Regions from separate parts of the Rattus norvegicus genome. Here regions 1 and 2 are each linked to region 3. A link is a contact called in public Hi-C and HiChIP or PLAC-seq data. All regions are on one chromosome and are shown on one strand. Each heading gives the region's core, a stretch centred on a gene start, on an enhancer-like site or on the middle of the called end of the contact. The rest is flanking DNA. Distances are from core to core; before and after follow the strand shown.

Evidence for each region. A called contact is a pair of places that touch in the nucleus more often than the background predicts. HiChIP or PLAC-seq counts read pairs in DNA pulled down with a chosen protein or histone mark.
Region 1: a contact with region 3 is called in a Hi-C map of kidney, with 6 times the contacts expected there. The contact joins the promoter of Slc22a23 here to the promoter of Prpf4b in region 3. A contact is called at or near these places in 4 of 12 Hi-C or Micro-C datasets (Schwann cells, kidney, liver and 1 more) and 1 of 1 datasets of contacts at active chromatin or transcription factors (oligodendrocytes).
Region 2: an H3K27ac HiChIP or PLAC-seq map of oligodendrocytes shows a contact between it and region 3, with 5 times the contacts expected there. The contact joins the promoter of Psmg4 here to the promoter of Prpf4b in region 3. A contact is called at or near these places in 3 of 12 Hi-C or Micro-C datasets (the A7r5 cell line, mammary epithelial cells and prefrontal cortex) and 1 of 1 datasets of contacts at active chromatin or transcription factors (oligodendrocytes).

Annotation. Positions count from the first base shown.
Region 1 is chr17:30,748,187-30,750,886 of GRCr8, reverse strand. Slc22a23 (solute carrier family 22, member 23) reads right to left here and starts at 1,442. Exons shown (of 11, transcript NM_022624.1): 1 at 49-1,442. The coding sequence starts at 687.
Region 2 is chr17:30,921,925-30,924,624 of GRCr8, reverse strand. It overlaps Psmg4 (proteasome assembly chaperone 4), which reads left to right and starts at 1,252. Exons shown (of 3, transcript NM_001129879.2): 1 at 1,252-1,521. The coding sequence starts at 1,354.
Region 3 is chr17:30,223,558-30,226,257 of GRCr8, reverse strand. Prpf4b (pre-mRNA processing factor 4B) reads left to right here and starts at 1,338. Exons shown (of 15, transcript NM_001011923.1): 1 at 1,338-1,422. The coding sequence starts at 1,382.

The DNA of each region.
Region 1 (2,700 bases), core at 193-2,692, 520 kb before region 3:
AAAAGGCTCACAAGAAGAACGCGGGGACGCAGCGGTCGTGGTCCTTACCTTGCTGACCACGTTTTGGACGAGGCCAGTGCGGATGCCGTAGTCCCACGCGTGGCACTCGCAATTTGAGTCGTTGTTCCCTTTGCCTGGAGGGGACGGGAGGGGTGGTGTGTCGCTGCTGTTGCTTCGGTTGCTTGTGGTCCCCCAGGAGGCAGTGGAGAAAGGGGTGGCTGAGGGGCTGGTCCAGTTGCCCATGTCACCCCATCGGCCGGTGACAGTGGCACCCGCCAGCTCGGTGCCTTTGCCGGCCCCGTGGCACCAGAAGTTGGGCTGGTCCAGAAGAAAGGAGTCCGAGAACTGGCTGAAGCCGATGAACAGCGCCGGGATCCAGGTGAGCACCACCAGGGTCTTCTGGTAGCCGCCGCCCAGGCCCCCGAGGAAGGGCAGCACAGAGCCATCGTAGTCCAGCAACAGGAGGCTCGGGGCGGCTGCTGCCGCACAGCAGCTCGAGTGCGGGCCGCCGCTGGGGTGCAGCGCAGGCAGCGGCTGGATCTCCGCGCTGCCCCCGGAGCCCGCGCGACCCCCGAGGGGCGCCGAGGCCGCCGCGTCTCCGGGCGGCAGGGAGCCGTTCTCCTCCGCCGGGGCCGGCTGCCTCCCGGCACCACTACCCGCCGCCTCGCGCCGCCGGTCTATCGCCATGGCCAGGGCCCGCGGCGCCCGCAGAGGCGCATAGAGCGCGGCGGAGCTCGGCGGGCGCCCGGGCACAGCGCCGCCGCCGAGGAGGAGGGCCCGCGGCCGGAGAGAATGCTCCGGGCCCGGTGAGTCAGGCCACCCCCATGTCACCCGCGCACCCCCTCGCCCTGGGCGCCGGGCAGAAGACGTTCGAGCCCTTAGCCTCCGCGGCTCATCCGCGCCGCGGCCCGGGCGCCCGCCGAGCTCCGAGGCTCTCCGCTGCTGCGCGCTGGCCGCGGAGGAGGAGGAGCCCGACCCGCGCCCTTGTCGCGACTCAGGGCCCTGCGGGCACCGGTGCGCGTTGTGCTGGAGCCGCGGGCGGCCGCGGGTTAGGAGGTCCTCCACGGACTTCGGGCGCTCCCGGAAGCCGCGAGCTCGCAGCCAGCCTGGGGAGCCGGCCGCGCTCTCGGCTCACCGAGCTGGCCTCCGCCTCCCGCCCCGGCCCGCCCCCTCTCCCCCCGCCGAGGTGGAGGTAACCGCGGCACCTGCTGCGCCGCTCCTGCGCACGAGCGCCCCCTCCAGCCGGGCTCCGTCGCCGCCGCCTGGACAGACGCAGGGGCGGGGAGAGGGACACCCGGGCCGACGCAAGATCCCCGGCGGTCTCTGGGCTGGACAGGGGTCCCCAAGGAGTCCGCACTGGCGGGGAATGAGGGGATAGGGTCGTCTGCCAGTCTCAAGTCCCACAACCGCAAGGAACCCCGCCCAGGGCACACCGGCTTTCCGTGACCTCTCTTCGTATCCGAGGTGCCCGGTGGCTGGCACCCCACTCCTGGTCCTGAGCCCAAGCGTTGCCTGCCTTCCAGAACAACCTTCTGTGCTTCTTCCAGACTCAAATAAGGCTGCTTTTTATGGCCACGGGTCAGGGGCAAGGAAGCATATTTGACAATTTTAGGTTGACAGCCCCTCCAACGCTGGGTCACACGCGACCCATTGCAGCACCCGCCCCAAATCGCCATTTCTTTCTGTGCTCCAGAATGAATGTCAAATAAACACAATGCTGGATGGCTATACCTTGAAGGGGAGCCACATACTCGATACAAACGTGAATGAGGGCGGCCTGCCCCACCCCCTCCCCAAGGTCTCGGATTCATAATTCCCATGCTGTGTGCACAGGCGCACACATCTACACCTCACAGGAGATCCAAATGCTCTCGGCACTCCAGACTCCAGAGCCAGCCCTTGCCCAGCTAGCACTATATAAATAACACCAGCCCTGCGGCAAACGGCCGCATTAGCATATCTTCTCCTGCTTGCTGGGCTTGACACCAGTGAGAATTATGCGGCTTTCATCTTAGCCTCACTACATTCTGGAGACATTTCATATCCTGAGAAGTTTATTAATGGAATTAATGGAAATCTTAAATGGAGCAATCTATCTCTGGTCTTATTTAGCACAGGGGAAGAAGCTAGCCTTCTCTTTCCAAAAGCATATCCTGCGAGTACACGTATGGGATGCATTCTCTAAGCATCTCCAATATTTGCTCAGCTGCATGTTGTATAATTTAGTGGGAGACTTTTTTTTTAAAGCATGCAGCTCAATGTTCCAGTCAACATGTACTTACTGCTGAAATTCTGGCACGTGGAAGGAACTATTTCTGAAGACTGCCAGAGAGCTGGACTTTGGGGAACCCAACTGTGAACTCTCCTGTGTGGCTGGGAAGAGGAGATTAGATAACAATAGACGGAAGAGACACAGGCTGCAGAGGACACTAAAGGTCTAGGAAACCCAGTCTGCTAATTTAAGCATATTTAATGACATACTTGAATGAGAATGTCATTATGAGACCCATCGCGCTGTATAATGATTATACTCTAATAAAGTGTTATTTTAGAAATCAGTTGGGAGTGACAGTGCACCCTGTCAATACATGTGATCTCCTCCTCCCCCTCCCTTTTCCTCCCTCCTCCTCTTCCTCCTCTTCTTCTTCAATTTCACCTTATTGGTTGGTTTAACTTTTCTTCCCTTCTTTCTCACTTGAA
Region 2 (2,700 bases), core at 3-2,502, 700 kb before region 3:
TTTTACTGATTTTTGTAAGAGCAGAAACATTTAATCTTGATGCCGTCCAACTGACCAGTTTGTCCTTTTGTGAAGCACATTCTTCTTGTGAAATGTCTGCCAGCAACATCTCTGGGATGACCATAGGGAAACTGACAAAATAGTAGAGGGTAGCTATCTGCCCAGCTCTAGTGCTTTCAAGCTTATTATAAATCTAAAGGTTTCTGTCTTTTATCTGGGAACAATATGGTCTGAAGTTGGTTAGAAACCCTTAATAGATATCTAGGTAACAGGGGGTGTAGCAACCCTCTTTGCCTCCAACAATATTAACCACAGCAGCTGGGATTGTTGCTTTTATAGTAACACCTTGGGAGCTCTATCAGAGAAATATTTCCTTTTCCTCTGTAACTTAGGTCTTCCAGACAAGGCCTATCCCCTGATCTCCCATGATATTCCATGATTTCCCTTGGGGACTAAGACATCTCACAATGGATCCTCAGTGGGCAACAAACAATATTCAAATCACATCACATTTTAAATCTCAATTTAATCCAATAAGAGTTACCGGAGATTTAAGCAGTCTCCCTGCAGTTCCTAAAGTCTCCAAGTCAGCTGTAAAAAGCTTGACAAAGCCGGTAGGTTTTTATGCTTCTCTCTCAATCCACCAAGGGTCTCATTCCAACACTTTAGTGTCCTAGTAATTAAAATTAAAGGGTCCCCGGGGCAGACATATCACCACCCTCCATAGGGCTTCCCACTCACTCTCAGCTTCTTCTCAAATCTTAAAGGCTCCCTACTCGTATTTCCATTTTTGCACTCAAGGAAACAAAGAGAAGTTAGATCAAGACCCGTGCTTTACAAGATAGCAGCTCAGGATGTGCTTGCCTGTCCTCCCGCCATGGTCTATGCTGTTCCTTTTTAAAGCTTTCTCCCAGGACCATTGCTGTTAAGTAGTGTTAGCTAGGTCAGAGACTTGCTGCAGAGATACAGACTGTGGGACAGAAGAGTGGGACTGGGAGGTGGTGGCTGCTAAAGCGCTCAAAGTGTGCCTATGTCTGGGCAAAGGGAGATCCTGAGAGTGGCTTCAGACCACTAACATGCCCTCTCGGGGAGAAGGAAAAGGACAGAGATAGATCAGTGGGTTCCCAGAGGTCGCTGTCAGACCCCTAGGCGAGGATAGGTCATCTAATAGTACCTTTCTGAAGGTAGAGCCTGCGGAGGCTACGTTCTAGGCCCCGCCCACTCATGCTCGCTCCACCCCACCTCGGCGCGCGCAGCTGAAAGTGAAAGAGCGCTCAGCTTTTCGGCGCTCGCTCTTTCTGGTCTGGTCTCCCGCGCTTGCCTGGTCTAGGCTGTGGCCCGGTGGCTGGCGGGATGGAGGAGCCGCAAGCCGCCGCGGACGTGTCGCTTCACAACTTCAGTGCGAGGCTGTGGGAGCAGCTCGTCCACTTTCATGTCATGCGGCTAACGGACTCGCTCTTCCTGTGGGTGGGGGCAACGCCGCATCTACGCAACCTCGCTGTGGCCATGTGTAGCCGCTTCGTGAGTGTGGGCGGGGCCTGGATAGAAACTGGGGTGGGCCAGGAACTTGGTGGGGAACTGGGGGCGTGGCCTAGCTGTAGAGGGGTCGGGGGAGGTACGAGTGGACCCCAAGGGAGAGGGTCCGGGTAGAGAGTGGGAGCTGCTGAGGAGGGTTGGGGAGAAGTGAGGCTGGCAGCTTGTGGCTCTGAGGGACATTCTTAAAGGCTTCAGCGCATCCCCCTGTCCTTTCCTGGACATTTCAGGCAGGAGTCCCCTAGGGCTGCTTCTTGACTTGGGGAACCCTGGAGTCAGACCACCTTAAAGGGAACTCAGCCTAGTCCCTGAACTCTGAGTTCCCCAGAACATCTGCTCTCCTTGCACCAGCCTGTCATCAGGCAGTTTTCTGCCACACCTACGTTTAGACGACTTTTATACTGGACTTGGAACTTAGATTTGAGCATCTGATAGGTACTTGACCGACAAAGTCAAGAACAAACTTTCTTTCCCCTTCACCTGGTGGCTTTTCATCCCTATATGGGCGACTCTGCCTATTCTGAGTACTTTCTGGCTGTCCTTGGCCTAGTGCTCTCTGACTGTCCATGGCCCACGGTTCATGTGCCCAGAACCTCCCGATCTCAATGGCTGGGGATTGAATCTAAGGCCTTGCATGTGTTCTGCAAGTGCTTCACCAGTGAGTTAAACTGCCTCTCCTTGTCTCTTCTTTGAACATATTGGATGACAGACTTACCCATACACTCCTATGAGCTCACTTGTGTGTGGGCACATGCTTATGTACTTGCATACATATGCACCCAAATTTAGGAACGTGCATGCACGTATGTATGCATACCATACACACTACATAGAAGCAAAAAATAAAACAATAAGATAGGTTGGGGATTGCCATTTCTCTGATAAAAACACTTCGAGATGAATTCAGAGCATGATCCTGAGTGATTCCCGCGGGGCCTGTTGTTTCTTAGTGTTCTTCCCTGCCCAGTCACTCTTGCAATGTTGACCTCTGAAGTTTTAGTGTTCCAAGGTGAGGTTTGTGTCTAGTGCCTCTCAGGCTGCTCATTAAGTCACTTGGAGATTGCTTGAGACCCTCTTCAGGGAGTCCTAAGTTATAGCCAGTCAGGTAGTAAGGACTTAGAATGTAATCATGCTTTACTGAAACATGGCCACATCTGTCGTCAATGC
Region 3 (2,700 bases), core at 89-2,588:
CGTATGGAATAATACTTGAAGCAACCACAGATGGTGGAAAAAGATGAAGCGTTCACAAAGCCACGCTTGCCTCCAAAGCCTCAACTTTTTGCATTGTCTGCTGGCGGCTTGCCAAGCGCTGTGGTCTCCACGGTGTCACCGAACAGGGCGGTCCTCTACTTGAGGGCTCCAGGGGTGCGCACAGACGCAATCTTGGCAAGCCGCTCTGCTGACGTTGCGGCAGAAGAGAGGTCCGGGCTGAGGCCGGGAGGCGGGACAAGTTGAGCAGGAGCTGGGAACTGGCAAGGCCTCTTTACAGCTGCCCGCCGCAGTACTAAAGCAACAACCACCGCCGGTCGCTTTGAACACGCCCACGCTTTCTCCTGGACCTCAGTACGCACGCGTCTCTCTAGCCTGCCAATGACTTCCGGGAAGCTGGTTCCGCCGGGGAGCGCTCACTTCCGCTCCGATCCGCGGAAACCACAGCTCTGGATCGGGCCGTTCCGATACCAGGGCTTCGAAGCGTGGTTATGGGGGGGTTGGGGGATGGAGGTGGGGGGTGGCGGGGAGAAACAAGGAACTGTTTGGCCTGTCACTTTGTAAACGTTTCCTGCATGATTAAGCTAATGTTTCAACTTTTACTAACAGTAACAGCTTAGAATGCATTTAAACGTCTATTTCGCTCTCAAATGGATAATAGCGTGGAAATGAACTTGATGAAAATCAAAATCTTCAATGGAAAAGTTTGCCAGCATCAGCACATTTAGAAGTGCTTTAATTTTGTTCTTTTAAGAATGGTGTGTGTAAATCTGAGATTGGTCTCAGTTCGGTATCAGACAACGTCCATTATCTCCAACTTAATCTTCTCAGAAGCAGAAAACTTAATTCCCATATAAAGCATAACACAAAGAACAAGGTCAAAGGGGGATCTGGGAGTTTTTCTGGGTGTTTAAATTAGGCCAAGTCTACGAGCTCTCCGCTAATCAATCAGCAGCAACAAGAGACACAGAGCAATTTTCACCCACTACTGGACCACATAGAGAATCAGCGCTCAGAAATGCACTCTCAATACCAACATCCGACCCTTTTCTTTGCTCCTTTTCCCCAGCAGGTTCCTGCACTGAAACACTCAAACTTCCACACAGACTGGCGCTCTAGGTGAGTAAGGCCTTGATCTCCCCGTGGTCCGCCCCCTAGCCCCGGAAATTACATCACGGCACCCTGCGCCCCGCCCCCGGACGCAGAATTTTTCTATCCGGATTCTTAGCGCGGACTCGGAGTGCCGCTTTTCTCTACGTGCTTTGCACATGCGCGACTGCTTTTCCCTTCTTCCTCCGCTCCCACTGGCGTCTACGGTTCGCGGAGCCGCCGCCAGCACCGCGGAGAAGTCGGGAAGTTCAAGATGGCCGCCACGGAGCCCCCGTCGCTGCGGGAGCAACCTGAGTAAGTGCATCGTGCGGGTGGTTGGAGCTGGGCCGCCTGGCCACCGTGCGGGGGACGGCGGCGACCTGCGCGACGGGCGGGAAAGTTCAGGCCTAACGGGCGATAGCCAAAGTTTGCCTTTCCGCGCGCCTTCGGTGGTGCGGCGGGAGGCGTGGGAGCCGCCCGGGCTTTGCTGCCGGTGGGGCCGCGGCTGTTGGGGTGCCGGCAGCGCGGCCTGCTGCGCGTCGTTGCCCCGGGAGGCGGCGGCACGAGCGGCCTCTACAGGTCCAGTTAGCGTGGTGGCTGCTGCTGCCCTGAGGTCGCGCCTTCCTGCTCCTCCCTGGGGGACCGTGGAGCTCTGGTCTCAACCCTCGGCGATCTCCCCATGGGGGATCCAAGAGGGACCCGAGGGGCAGTGGCAGCCGGCAGGCTAAGCCCCACTTTCCTAACGCCTATAGTATCCTTGTGATCCTGCTGATAGTAAAAGCAGAGACAGGAGTGCTAGGGTCACACTTTTGACTGTCCCGGAAATTGTGCTAGCGAAGTCCTTCGCCCTTTACTCTTCATTCCAACCACAGCCCGGTATTTCTCTGTTCATTGGCAGCTTTCGAACTTTCAAACTTGAGGCAAAGTAAGGTAGACTACCTGGGTTTTGAGGCCTGGCAGTTTTTGCCCTACACCCTTTAGGAAGGGACATGGTAGAAGTATTAGGAATTATTGCTACTTATAAACCATTCTAGTCTGTGTTATAATTAAGCGAATATAGAAGTTCTTGAAGCCAAGAGAACATCCGTGAATACGCAAAAGGACTAGCTCTTAAATAAGAGCAGTGTTTTGTTTCCCACGTTTACGCTTGGAAACAACTTTAAAGAGAATACTATTAAAGACTGTTTGGCAACGGCACCCTCCCCACCCCCCATCTGCATTATCTATGCTTCCAACCTGTTTAGGAAAGCGTATGATACCGTCTCCAGCAACTTGTGGCAGAGGATGACTTTACCACCAAAGAAGCTTGGCTTCTTTGCTCAAGAATCTAGTTTGGTGTTCCCCTGTCATTTGCTTTACTCAGCTTGATAGAGAATTCATATTTTTATTAAGTATGTTTGAAAGTTGCATTGTTGTTGTGATAATTGGGCTTAGCAGAGAACAGATAGGGTTTTAACCAGACATAGCTTGTTGTTTTTCTAAGTTCATGGTGTGGCAGTTACAGGATGTTAGTCTAGTTTGATGGGTGTCTTCGGCTGTACAGCTGAGTACTGTTCAGGTAATCTGAAAAGTTCTTGGTATTATATCTATTTA